Linked DNA regions of Xenopus laevis: region 2 is linked to region 1. A link is a contact called in public Hi-C data. All regions are on one chromosome and are shown on one strand. Each heading gives the region's core, a stretch centred on a gene start, on an enhancer-like site or on the middle of the called end of the contact. The rest is flanking DNA. Distances are from core to core; before and after follow the strand shown.

Region 1 (6,757 bases), core at 2,409-4,908:
ATTAAGTGGAGGGGTTGGTAAAGGGTAAGTGCATTTATTCCTAAAATAAAAGTTGTATGAAAGTCAATTCCCTTATTCTGTCAGAGAAAATGAAATAATGATTCTCTAACTGTACTTTGTGCCACAGGGAAACTAAGCGCTGACACAATCCCTTTCATCTCTCCATTTCCTAAAGACAACCCTTAATTAAACACAAGGTGGTTGGGCGCTAGGATTGTAAATAAGTGTTAGTGCTGAATAGAGGGCCCCGTCACACATAAAATATATATATATATATATATATATATATATATAATAACCCAAATATCTCAGCCCTTGGCTTGCGTATGCCAGCACCAGGAACTATTCACAAATTTGACCAATTGCACTTTATTACAGGCAAAGTGCGCAGATTAGTGAGATGGAAATAAAAGCCGGATTTTATGTTATATTTTAATATAGGTTTCTAATCAAAAGTAGAATTTCAAGAAAAAACACTTTTCCATTGTTGTCCCCTGAGTAACACAATGCAGCATCACCTTGTGCTCTTCAGTCCTTCATTTATTTCCTTGCCTCTCACTGTACTATATATTGATATATAAGTGGCAATAATATGCCTTGGGCGCTTTATAAACAGGTAGATCATTAGAGCAAGTACAAGGGATTCATTTAGATTAGAAGAAGTGCAGAGGGCAAGAGCGGGCAGTGGTTGGAACACAACAGGCTCAGGCAACAATCATGGAGGGAAACAGGTTAAACTAGGGGATTTTGGGTTAAATGAGCAGGGCATGCACATGGGCCAAGGTACAGATGCTCTACACTATAGTGGAGAGCTCAACCTACCCCCAAATGATTGCCCTACACCAGGGCTGTCCAACCGGCAGCCAATGACCCCCCCTTTATGTGGCCCTCCACATCAAAGTCTGCCTGCTTACCATATGTAAACTTTAAAAGGTATCACTACACAGATTAACTGGCCCCCTGCATTGCTTAAACCTCAAATTCATGTTCGTGTATTGTTCACACTTGTGACACCTCTATTGTTTATATCCTAAAGACCTGTACTATTCTACCCGAGACCCAGACTGAAACTGCCCACATTGTTCACACTTTATACAAAATGCTAATGGGGCACCAGCACTGTGTCACTGTATGTTGTACATATTAGACTGGTTCTGCCTTCCCTATGCTCCCTGTGTGTGTCATACTCTGCCTGACCTGTGATCCCTATGAAACATAAGACTGGTATTTATTCTGGGGGGTTTGTTAGCATTTGATAATTATTGTTAGTGGCCCCTAAGGTGTTTAATCATATGCTGGGGTACTGTATTATACACAGGGGAGGAGGAGGCATATGGATTTAAGGGTATGTCTTAATAGGACAACTTTTTTTATGAGTGACATCCCTGCCAGTGCCAGGCCAAGGTAGTTTGGCACCCTAGGCAAGAGCTTCAATCAGCGCCGCCCTGTCCTGCATTACCATTTCCCTCCTTACCATGATGGTTTTTAAATAACGAGAGCAAGAAAGTGTACACTTTTTCATTTATATTACTGCCCCCTGTACCAGCAAGCCCAGCAGCCATCCATAATATAGCTCCCCCATACCTGTACCAGCAAGCTCAGCAGCCATCGATCATTCTGCCCCCAATCTTTACCTGTGCCAGCAGCAGCCAAAAATAAATCTGATCACATCATATTGCCCCCAAGTATTTATGTACCTGTGCCAGCGCCCAGCCCAGCAGCAACAGCAAACATATGGCCCCCGGCCCAAATCTGTACCTGACTGTGCCAGCAGGAAGCTTCACACTTTCACAGTAATAGAAAGAAAGTCTTCAGTTCAGTGAGAGAGAAGCAAGCGTGAGCCACACCAAGCAGGCCGCCAGCTCTCTACCTCTCTCTGACACCCATTATTACTATTACTTGCTGGCAAGAGGGAGAAGGTGAAGGAGGGAGATTCTACCCGACTGAGTGACCATGATTACGGAAACAAACTATTAAATAAACTCTTGAAAAAATGAAGAAAAAAACCACCATTAAAAGTGCCCCTCAATGATGGCGTCCTAGAGAGCCGCCTACTCAGCCTACCCCTAGTTCCGGCCCTGATCTCTGTAGTGAGCACTAACCATCTGGTTTTTTTGGTGTGCTATTAATGTGGGCATGGTCTTGCGGTAATGGGTGTGGTTTAAAGTGGGTGTGGTCTAAAAACAGGGAGTGGCTAACACTGGCTTCCTTTATCATCCCTCCACCATGTAGATTAGAAAAATTCCAGCCCTCTGTACCATATAAGTTGGACAGCACTGGCCTATATACATCTGCAAAAATGGCGACATTTCGGGCCCTGAAAGGTTCAGTTCATCGCAGACGGCACGTGCTGTAGTACACTTAGGGTTGCCACCTTTTATAAATTGTTTTACCGGCTGCTGGGGGCGGGGCCTCAAAAGGGGCAGGGCGTGATGTCAAAAGGGGCGGGGCCCGGGGACACTAGAAGAGGCAAAAAAAAAAAAAAAAGGTAAGTTGCAGGGGATTGGGGGCAGGCCGAGGGCTCCTTTTGATCGTATTACAAATTTACCGGCAGCTACATTGCCGGTAAATTTGTAATACCGGCCGTGTGGCAACCCTAAGTACACTAGGACCCAACGGTGCAGTGGTGAATACAGTGCCAATTGATGAACCGAAGACGGCACTTTAAAAAGGAAAAAAAACTTTCTTTCCTATTTATCACATTGGGAAGTGTAATTTTTACCTGCCAAGCGGCAACTCTGTTTGCAACTGTCATTTATCTCCATCTGCAGTCGCTTCCCATAATCCATTAGCAAGTGGTGAATACAGAAACCTCAACCTATAGATTAACTGGCCACTGAAACACTCTTGATTACCACTGCCCAGACAAACCTAATTAGCTGTTTATCAGCCAGTGAACAATTAGAATAATGAAAGCAAGAATGTGATTGGTTGCTATGGGTTACCGCCTAGGGGCAAATCTTCCCAGTGGACTTTACACAGAACCTGCTGCGATTAAAGTGCATTACCACTGGCCAACCTACATTGCACTGAACCCCCAGCCAACTGCCAAATCCAGGGGCAACATGATGGCCTGCCCAATTTTACTCTGCCCGGGAAGTAGTAGTTACATGGACAGGGAAACAGGCAGGGGACATAGCAATATAGTAACTGCTCTATTGTGCCTGGGGTGGAAATTAAGGGGTGATCACCCACAAAGCAGCAGCTGAATGCAGTGGCAAAGTGAAGAAACTCCTGTGCGGCCTACAGATTCCTCTTTCTGTAAGTGAAGTGATGTGCTGCAGTCACTGGGTAGGGTGCTGGGAGTTGTAGTGTGCAGAGGAGCAGGGATAACTGCAGACTGGATTATAAATTATGGGGCCCCTCCCAGGTATAGGCTCCAAGGCTAATCAATATTTCACACCTAAATATCTGGGAGTTAAAACTGGACATTGCAGTCCTACCACAACTGGAGATCAGCAAGTGCCATATCACAGTTTTAGTGCAGCCCAGGGGGTGCTGGGAGTTGTAGTGCAATGGGAGATGGAGGGCAGCAGGTTGCATATTCCTGGTGTTGTAGGCTCAGGGGGTGCTGGGAGTTGTAGTGCAGTGAGAGATGGAGGGCAGCAGGTTGCACATTCCTAGTTTGGTAGGCTCATGCCAGGGGTGCTGGGAGTTGTAGTGCATTGAGAGATGGAGGGCAGCAGGTTGCAAATTCATGGGGTTGTAGGCGCAGGGGATGCTGGGAGTTGTAGTGCAGTGAGAACAGGAGGAGAAGGGGAGGGAGGAGGCGGCAGGGGAGGGAGTGACGGGTCAGTAACAGGGAGGAGGAGAGGGAACCAGTCTCACCAGTGCGGCTCCTACAGGGGGAGGGGAGGAAGTTTCGGGAAGGTGCCCGGAGTTTCACTGGGGATTTGCTGCACTTGGCACCGGGGTCAGGAGGGTCGGAGCGGAGTCCCAGGCACCGGCAGGAGGAGAAGGAAGAGCGGAGTCCTAGGGGAGAGAGCGCACCTGCCCGGCCCTGGTACCATGATCCCCCGGGCACTGCTGCTGCTCTCGGCCTGGATGGTCTCGGGTGAGTGAGCGCGAATGAGTTGGGGGGGACACATTGAGTGGACAACACTAATATGGGGGGCGGGGGTTAGAGGGCTGGAAGCGGCGCGCATGCGCAGTCTCACCTGTACAGGTGCTTCCTGCTCATCCACAGGGAGGAACCAGAGCCCCTGCACTTACTCTGTATATGTTTCACTACAAATCCCTGAAGCCTTTGCAATGAGTGAAGCCTCAGAGAGTCAGAGTGAAAGGTTCTGCTCTGTGTATTTGGGTCACACCTGCCCCTGACTTGATTGTCTTTACCCACATCCCCCTCTCATCCCTTTCACATGCCCCTCCCCCCCACTGTCACCCCTCTCTTATCTGCTTCCTCCTTAGCCCCCCAAAATGGGAGTTTGTAACCCCAACTGGAGTCTCCTAGGTCTTTGTGTCCACTGGCCAATAAAGTGTGTGTTGCGATCTAAACCAGTAACCACACGCTGTGCATGCTGGGAGTTGTGGCGCTGAACCCATGCCCCGCTATTTACTGTATGTGTAGGACCCCCAAGTACCACACTCAGCTCCAGGTGGCCCCTGTAGAAACTCACTGGGATGTGAGCCCTGCTCCAAATGCTTGGGGTACATCTAAGTTTATAACAGGGGCCCTTCAGCTGAGACATAAGGGCCACCCTATTATTTATAGTAAAGTACTGATGAAAGTAGCTGGGCACATAGGCGTGGGCCACTGCCAACCATTCGGACACACAGGCCCGGTGGCACCAAGTACAGAGAAGAATCAGCAAGAGATGATGGGAATTGTGTTTACTGCAGAAACTTGAGCAGATTATTGGGGGTTCTCCATGAATTCACCTGCCCTGCTGCAATGGGCAAAGGTTCCTTTGAGCTCTGCAATTCTGATTCCTGTAAGGTTAATGCATTGCTGGACTGAGAGGAACTGACATTTGGCACTGACAGTGCTGCCATGTCGCATAACTGGGCATCTGCTGTTAGAGAGCAGCTGCATAGCAGGGATATTTAGGTGGGCACGGCTCAGCACGGGTTGGCACCACAGAGCAAATGTATGTCGATATCAGTTTAAGCTCAGAGGGAACTTTCTGCAGTAAAATGCCAGAGCTCTGGCCTCTATCATTGGCTTGGGGGCACCGTGTTGCTAGGGGCTGCGTTATACAAATTTTGTATGGCTGCAGATGAATTATGGGCAAATAAGGGGGTGCCCACATCATGCCCTTGTCTTTACCATGACATGTGCCTTCCAGTGCATAATTAAATGCCAATTTCTGTGCCTTTAGAATTGGGTAGAAAGATGGGGTCTGATGCAGCATTAAACAAAACTATGCAAAACCCCTGGCATTGATGTTTTTGGGAGCAAACGGTGTCTCTGTAATTAATGATTGTCAGTGCTGAACCCAATGAGGCGTAAGGATTAGGCCTGGCAGAGAATGGCAGGGGTTAGAGGGGACAGGAATGCTGCCAGCGGGATGTCCTGGCTCTGACAGGAGGGGGCAAACCCATCAGAGGTGGGGGGCTTCAGTAATCATGGTCTAATGAGGCAGTGTATTCCCCTCCCTGCTGTGCTTCTGTCACACAATGTCCCTCTGTACTTCTGGCTCATGGTCTATGAAAAGATGTAGTTAGTGAGGCCAGCCGTGTTATGCCTGAGTAAGTCTAGCGGGGGGCGTGCACAACCCTATACACAGACAAATACAAGAGTCCTCTGCACTCAACCCATTATCAATATATGAAGGGCATTAAAACATTTTGTGCCGTAAGCTACTAAAAATGCCTTACCCTTTAAATAAAACAGGGATTGTTTGTCCATCTATTGCAACATATTTAAGCTGGCCAACTACGTCAGTCATCCCCGGTGTGGCCAGTTCCTACACTCAACCTATTCCATAAGAATTCTATTGCTTCATTATACATGAGGAGGCGGAGCTTTGGCCTCTTATTATTCCCTTCTCGTTATGAATGTGCTGTTGTGTTTGTTGGTGTAACAGAATGCCGATCCCACAATGGGCCTTCCTCTGGTCTCCAGAGATGAAACCGATAGGAAAGATGCAGGTGTCTTGTTTTAGCCAGACACATCCGTCATTGCCAGTCTGTTCCTGCTCGAACGTATTCTAAGAATTCAGTAAAATCCTTGTAAATAAATGTATTGAGTGTTGCGGAATGCTCTGGGCGCAGTGGCAACAGTTGTTTATTTAATTTGCTTCTGATCCCCCCCCCCCCCCCATGGCTCCGGGAATGTATTGATATGTCAGGGAAGTCTCTCGTCGGGAACTCTGAACAATTCCGAGATTTATTCCTTTGTTCCGCCATTGAAATAACTCACTAAAGCTCAACATGGCACCCGCCTTGTGCCCTCCCTTTAGTCTCCCAAAGAGCCACGAAATTAGACTTTGTTTTGTTTTATTATTGGATTAGGAAAGATTTTTGGGTCGATCTTCGTAGCTACAGAATTTCTACTGAATCGAATGCTTTGCTTCTGCATTTGAACAACTTTCTTGTGTTTAAAGTTGCCAGGCCCCTGCCTTCGGCTCCAGTTTATTAACTGATTACTTTCCCTTGAAAGCAACACCCAAAAAACTGAAATACTTAAGTTTCTGGGCAATTTGTAAGGACAAAAATGAAATAAACTTTGTTTCAGAGGGTTTGGCTAAAAATATAGAAAGAGGGAATTTTCTGGGCACACAATAAGCTATACCTTCATATTGTACTGCCTAAG
Region 2 (6,757 bases), core at 1,381-3,880, 200 kb before region 1:
CTGACCTCTACTGCAAAGCAAACAAACAACTCAGAGACAGAACACAGTCCTGTTTGGATCGTTCCAATGGAGCTCTGTCTGGGTTTAACTGGGCAGACCTAAGCACGACCCATTCAGTCCAGACTGAACCCCCATTCAACAGCCACAGGGGTGATTTTCCAAATTGTGTCATTTTTGTGGCTATTCTGCAGGTACTTGTCCTGGTGCAAGACTCTGCTCTCCAGTACCAGGTTCCGGGCTGGGCTTTATTTAAGCTTTGCAATACTTTGGGTTCTGTGAAGGGGATACAAAGCCCTGGTGTTCTGTTTATTTTTTTCTATGTTTTCGATTTGACACCGGGAAATGGAACACATTATTCATGTGAGACTCGTACTAAATGGGGTATAGGGCGCCACGCCTAACATATTATACTTATGGGCACAACAAGTGCAGATTTAGGGCTCTATGGGAGAAGGAGTGTTTCCCATAAATCACAGAGAATTTCTTGGCTGGGTCATTTCATTCTGTAGAGATAATGACCCTTCAGTATAAATGTCATATCCTCTATTTAGGGGCATAAAGGGGGCTGGGGGTATCTATGGGCCCTACTCAATTGCTCAGAATTGATTGATAGCCCCGGGGGCAGAGATGAGGCACAGTTTATTATTAGACAGATGGGGAGGGTACGTCACACCCAGGTTTTGGGGTAGATCTATTGCTGCTTCTCACTGCACCTGGAAGTGTATAATTGTCCCCTGCCGGATTTAGGGTCCATTGTGTGGAACTGAGACATATGTCCAATGCTTGTACCCAGGGGTGTAGCAACAGAACCAGCAGGAGGGGTGTCAGGGATTGTATGAAATAAACCACCCACTCCAAGGATTTATGTGCCCAGATTAGAGGGGGAAAGTGGGGTTGTATATAAAGGTATCAGGGCATATAATCTATTATTTGCTTATATATATATTATATATCATTTGCTTTCTGTATATACACAAGGGGTTCCCTCCTGTATCTGAGAGGTATCACATCATGATCCCTCCCATCATTCATTGCTGCAGGCCAGACAGTTGTAATAACATTGATGGCATTTGTTGCCTGAAACCAAGTTCTGATTGGCCAGGGTAATTAAATAGTAATGAAAGCAAGGAGACCTGCTGTTTATTTAAAAGGAAACAGGGCTCCTGCTGTTCCCAGGAGACACTGCCTAATAATAAAATAATAATATTCAGTTTCAAGCATCAGCTGGTGGCGCTGTTCTGTTGCAGCCAATGGAAATTATTTAGCTCCTAGTGAAAGAGTCCACATGTGGTAGTGCAAGTGGATATTAACCTTTTCAACACAGAATCTTAAGGTGGCCATACACGGGCCGATAAAAGCTTCCGACCACTTCCCCAATCGAGATCTGTATCGGATGGGATGAAAAATCCCGTCGGATCGCGGTCGCATCTATTCGTTGATGCGGTCCCGCAATCCGACCGCCCATTACTATTCGTTAGGATCCAATCGTTAGGCCTTAGGGCCCACAATTGGATCAGCCCGATATTGCCCACCTCAGTGGATCTCTCCGTGTATGGCCACCTTTAGTCAGTAGGAGGTTTTTAAGATAAAGAATTTATTTTCTGGGACATTCAGACTTGCACTGATGAATAGCTGCTGTTGCATCACAAGAATCTCAGGCAACGGAAGAGCAGGTAAGTGAGTGCCCATATTCTGCCCTAATTTTGCCCCTTCCCATGCAACTTGTGCCCGCTGGACTGCAATTTACTGAGTGCATCACATCTTCCCACCTGCATTGGGTGCAGTTAGTTTGAGAAGGAATGCTGCATTTTGGGTAAAATAAAGTAGCGCTAACTAGACCAATTGTTTGCACTTTGCGCTCCTTTAGTAAGGGCACTTACACACGGGCGGTTTTTCCTGCACTCCCCTACGGCTGAACGGAAAAACCGCCCGTGTCTAAGAGCCCTTAAAGAACACTTCACTCACAATATTGCTTCCAGGTTTATGATTTTTTTTGTTGCGCTTAAAGAGGTGGTTCATCTTGAAGTCAACTTTTGGTATGTTATAGAATGATCAATTCTAAGCAAGTTTTCAACTGGTTCATTGGTTCATCTTCATTATTTATTTTTTATAGTTTTGAAATGATTTGCCTTTTTTCTGACTCTTTCCAGTTTTCAAATAAGGGGTCACTGACTCCATCGAAAAAACAAATGCTCTGTAAGGCCACAAATGTATTTCCATTTCCATTTTTTATTGCTCATCTTTCTATCCAGGCCTCTCCTATTCATATTCCAGTCTCTTATTCAAATCAGTGCAATTTGGACCCTAGCAACCAGATGGCTGAAATTGCAAACTGGAGAGCTGCTGAATAAAAAACGAAATAACTCAAAAACCCCAAATAATAAAAACTAATTGCAAATTGTCTCAGAATATCACTATCTATATCATGTTAATGTAAAGGTGAACAACCCCTTTAAGTGACTGCCCTAATTTTCACCGAGCCTTGGCCAGAGTATATCACTTTAAATAGCAGTGTTGTCCGTGTTCTTGCATTGTGCTCTTACTTCCCCTTTCTATTTGCTCAGAGGCGACTTACAAATGCAGCCAGTGAGGGAGAGAATCCAGAGAGCGAGGAGGGGTTTAGTAAATGCGGAGTGAAATAGGTATAGGCAGGAATCCCTGTGCTGCCATTGGCTAAGCCCTGCAGGTATTCACACAGCAGCAGTGGGTGTGGGAGGGAGAGAACTGCAAGTTTTGGTTTCTGCTGGGAGCCACCATTGCCTGCCCTGGGAACCCACATACGTGAAGCAGCCGGGATGGGGACACAGGGATACAGATTGGTGCCTTATTTCCTATGGGCAGGTAAGTGGGATCATTCTACCACTAAGGGTGATTAGGGTGCACCCCACCTTGTCCGTGTTTCTCCTTTAGGTGCCTTTATGTTCCTGCTTGTTTTGTGCTCCGACACGGCTCAATAACAACAGCCACTCGGGTTAGGCACCACTGCTTTAGGAACAGCTAGCTGAGCATGCTGGGAGTTGTTGTTCAGTGTTAGTAATAGAATGTGTGACCCTATTGCACAGCAAAGAGCAGAGGTCAGTGTGTTATTGGTTCAAAATCTAATAGTATCTGTCCTTATCAGTGTATAACTAGTGATAAGAGCTGAGCCGTGTGATACTGCGGCCGGATGTTAATTTGGGCTCATTTCATTCCTGTTTCCTTGTTCCTATAAGAACTGTATCAATTCCAACAGCTGCCTGCAATGAAACTCAGAACTAGATGTATCAATTTAGAACAGTTAACGGAGTCGGCGACCCCCCTCCCAGAGCTGCTTTAGAAGGTGAAAAATTACACTTTACACTTCGATATTAGAAAAAACGTACACTTCGATATTAGAAAAAACGGTCACACATAAAAAAAAGAAAGTTATTTAGAAAAAGTCATTATTTCTGGTTATCTATCTGAAAACAACGAGTTGTTTGAAGGTGAACAACCCCTTTAGGTTTAATTCACATGAGGAGATTCGGGGAGATTTTGTTGCCCGGCGACTAATCGCCTCGTCTTCTGAGCGACAATCTCCCCGAACTGCCTCAGCGTGTTTTCCCATAGGCTATAATGAAAAGTCGCCTGCGCTAATGCACACACAGCGATGACTTTGGGCGACTATGGAAAAACGCATCGCCGCACCAGGCGCGGCAACAAAATCTCCCCAAATCTCCTCATGACGACTAATCGCCTCATCTTCTGAGCGACTATCTCCCCGAAGTGCCTAAGCGTTTTTTCCCATAGGCTACAATGAAAAGTCGCACGCAGCGATGCATTCGCCGTGTGTGCATTAGCGCAGACGACTTTTCATTGTAGCCTATGGGAAAAAAACGCTGAGGCACTTCGGGGAGATAGTCGCTCAGAAGACGAGGCGATTAGTCGCCAGGCAACAAAATCTCCCCCAATCTCTGACAGATAATCGCACCCAATTTTGTCTTTTCCATTGCTGTGTATGGTATAGTGTATAGGTGGGATGTCAGGAGTGCCCATATTTTACTAGTGTAGGGTCTTCTTTTAGTGACGTCCCATTATGATCTACATCCATAATAGCATTGTTAGCATTTTGTATTGCTTAAATATTATATTGATTTATGGGTAATGTTATATTGCTATATTTAAGAATTGTATTATTATACTATTATGATACTATTATGATATTATTATTATTATTATTATTATAATTATTTCTTATGTAACCTTAACAGAATAAATATCTGAATTAAACAGAAGGGTGATTTAGACAAGCTGTAGATCTAAAGACTAGACAGTGTCTTGATATCTACTGATCACCAGCTAAAAGTCTAACTTGTAGACCCCAATCTACCTTTTGGGCACCCCTGGTGTATGGGCAGGATCTGGGGCCCCTTATGCTGAATAAGGAGTTTCTTGCTGAAGGCTATCAGGGGGTGTTAGGTTTTGCTGAAGGGCCAGGCAGCACTGTATAGATAGATTTATGCCTTGCTTACTACTTTGCCCCGGCCCCTCTACAGGCCTCTGTACATACATAAACGACACTACGGATAAGGAATTTTCTTGCCCCAATGAGAATGTGTAAGGCAGTCAGGAGTTCTGTAACCATACTGTGCCCCAAGCCAAGTTATTTAGGTCACAGAACCCCCTCAGTGACTTCTAATATCCTTATCATTTACAGTAGGGGGTACATTATCTCCTATAATACATGAGTGATACTCAGAGTTCCCTGTATAACTCAGCCTGCAGCCTTGTGCCTTTATATGGCCACAAAACCCCTCAGTGACTTCTAATATCCTTATCATTTACAGTAGGGGGTACATTATCTCCTATAATACACGAGTGATACTCAGAGTTCCCTGTATTTCTTCTGCATCTTTGTACTTTTCTTCAGACCTGGGCAGGTGCATGTACAATAGAGTAAAAAAGCCTGATGGGGGTAACATTTTGGCACCCCTCCCCTGTGTTTATGCTGTTAGTTCTACTTAAAATATGTAAAAGATGGTCCAATAATAATAATTAATGAAGTCAAACCCTCCAGGAAACAAACACAAGTCTGTGGTTTTTGCATAAATTGAGTTGGAAAAACATTTACCGTAGTTTCAGACTGTGTCTCACGCGTACATTTTAGTTGTTACACTAAGTGAAATGCCACCAGCAAAGAATGCAGAACTACACAAATATAGAAATATACAACAGCACGAAGGGGACAATTAGCCTGAGAATGGCCAAATGTTTTTGCCTCTCTCGCAGCTGCTCTATGTACATATCAAAGGTAGCTGGGAGTTGACAGCAGCCATGTGTATTTTTGTGGTCATAAAACTCTGCAATAAAAATTATAATCAAATTCCAGTTTAATGTCTTACAAATAGGACTCCCTGTACTGGGATCCAGCTGGCTGCAACTCCAAGAGACCTGGGCAATATTTCCCTCTGTAACAGGCCCCTGTGTTAAATCCTTATAAATCTTCCCCCAGCAGCAAAATGATTCCCTCGGGCCATGACTCCCAACTGCCGTTCTTTCATTTCCACCCACAGTCGCTGTGTAATAAGAGTGGAGCTGCCATAGTGTTTCCCTGTGTGCCGAGAGGGTATGGGATATATAGATACCTGCAATTCCAGAATGGGAAGGGATCAGTTATATGAGATAATGATCAGGGGTGTAAAGCTGGCCATAGACGTGCAGATTTACCTTAACATCGGATGAACAATCGCTGCCATCTCCTGACCTGCCAATAACCATTCAGATCAAATAAAGTAGAAAAAGAACAGATTCGACAATATTCTGCCCCTGACAGCAATCATATGAAAGTTATGTCCGACAAAAGCTGGCGACAGTCTTCAACTAGGGATGCACCAAATCTACTATTTTGGATTCGGCCGAACCGCCGAATTCTTTGTGAAAGATTCGGGCAAATACCGAACCGACCCCTAATTTGCATATTCAAATTAGGGTTGGGAAGGGGCAAATTTTTTTACTTCCTTGTTTTGTGACAAAAAGTCAGTCATTTGTGAAAGTTCTCATTCATCCAGGTCATCTATAGAAATAAGTCAAATCAACTGGACTTGCTGTGTTTTTTTTTCTTTTTTCTTGAAGACGTTACACCAGTCATCAAACTGGCTTTCTCAATTCAGAATTGAGAAAAAAATTTTGTGAAAACCTTCAAATTTCACAATTTTTTTTGTGAAAATGTCAGAATTTCAAGATTTTTTCGTGAAAACGCCCGAATTTCACGTTTTTTTGAGAACTTTCCAATTTCATGATTTTTCGCAAATTTTTCGCCGTTTCGTGAATTTTGCGGGAAACCAACTGTCTAGTTTCATTAACCAGGTGCAGCCCAAGAGACGTTCAACACTATTTTCTAATAGGAAACGGGGTACACAACTGCTCCGGGGCCCCATAGATTGCAGAGGGCCTTTTATTGATTATGGTTTGTTTGTAAAAAAGAAAAAATAAATGAAATAGAAACCTATGAAAGGGTGCAAATGATTTTGCTGTGGGCCCAGTATGATCTACGTTTGTCTCCATCATATCGTTGCCTGATAACTAACAGGACTCACTAGGAATTCTGTACCCTGTAAATAAAGTTTAGAGACTGGGGGGCATTCATGGGCAGCTAAGAGATCAGCATGGTGGCCACTATGGGCACAGAGGGGTGCGATTACTCTCAGACACTATTCAGTCAATTAGTAGAAGGTGCTGGGCTCAGAATCCTGTGTTATTTCCTATAACTGGTGGCCACCAGCTTAGTGAACACCACCCT

What was found. Hi-C and Micro-C count contacts between places; a contact is called where the count stands out from the background.
Region 2: a Hi-C map of the XL177 cell line shows a contact between it and region 1, with 4 times the contacts expected there. The contact joins the promoter of gpa33.S here to the promoter of ildr1.S in region 1. A contact is called at or near these places in 2 of 4 Hi-C or Micro-C datasets (the XL177 cell line and the XTC cell line).

What each region holds. Positions count from the first base shown.
Region 1 is chr2S:24,632,995-24,639,751 of Xenopus_laevis_v10.1, reverse strand. It overlaps ildr1.S (immunoglobulin-like domain-containing receptor 1), which reads left to right and starts at 3,658. Exons shown (of 8, transcript XM_018248965.2): 1 at 3,658-4,054. The coding sequence starts at 3,673. It overlaps LOC108709271 (a long non-coding RNA gene), which reads right to left and starts at 3,965. Exons shown (of 2, transcript XR_001934602.2): 1 at 3,829-3,965.
Region 2 is chr2S:24,835,942-24,842,698 of Xenopus_laevis_v10.1, reverse strand. gpa33.S (cell surface A33 antigen) reads left to right here and starts at 2,630. Exons shown (of 7, transcript XM_018248971.2): 1 at 2,630-2,841. The coding sequence starts at 2,796.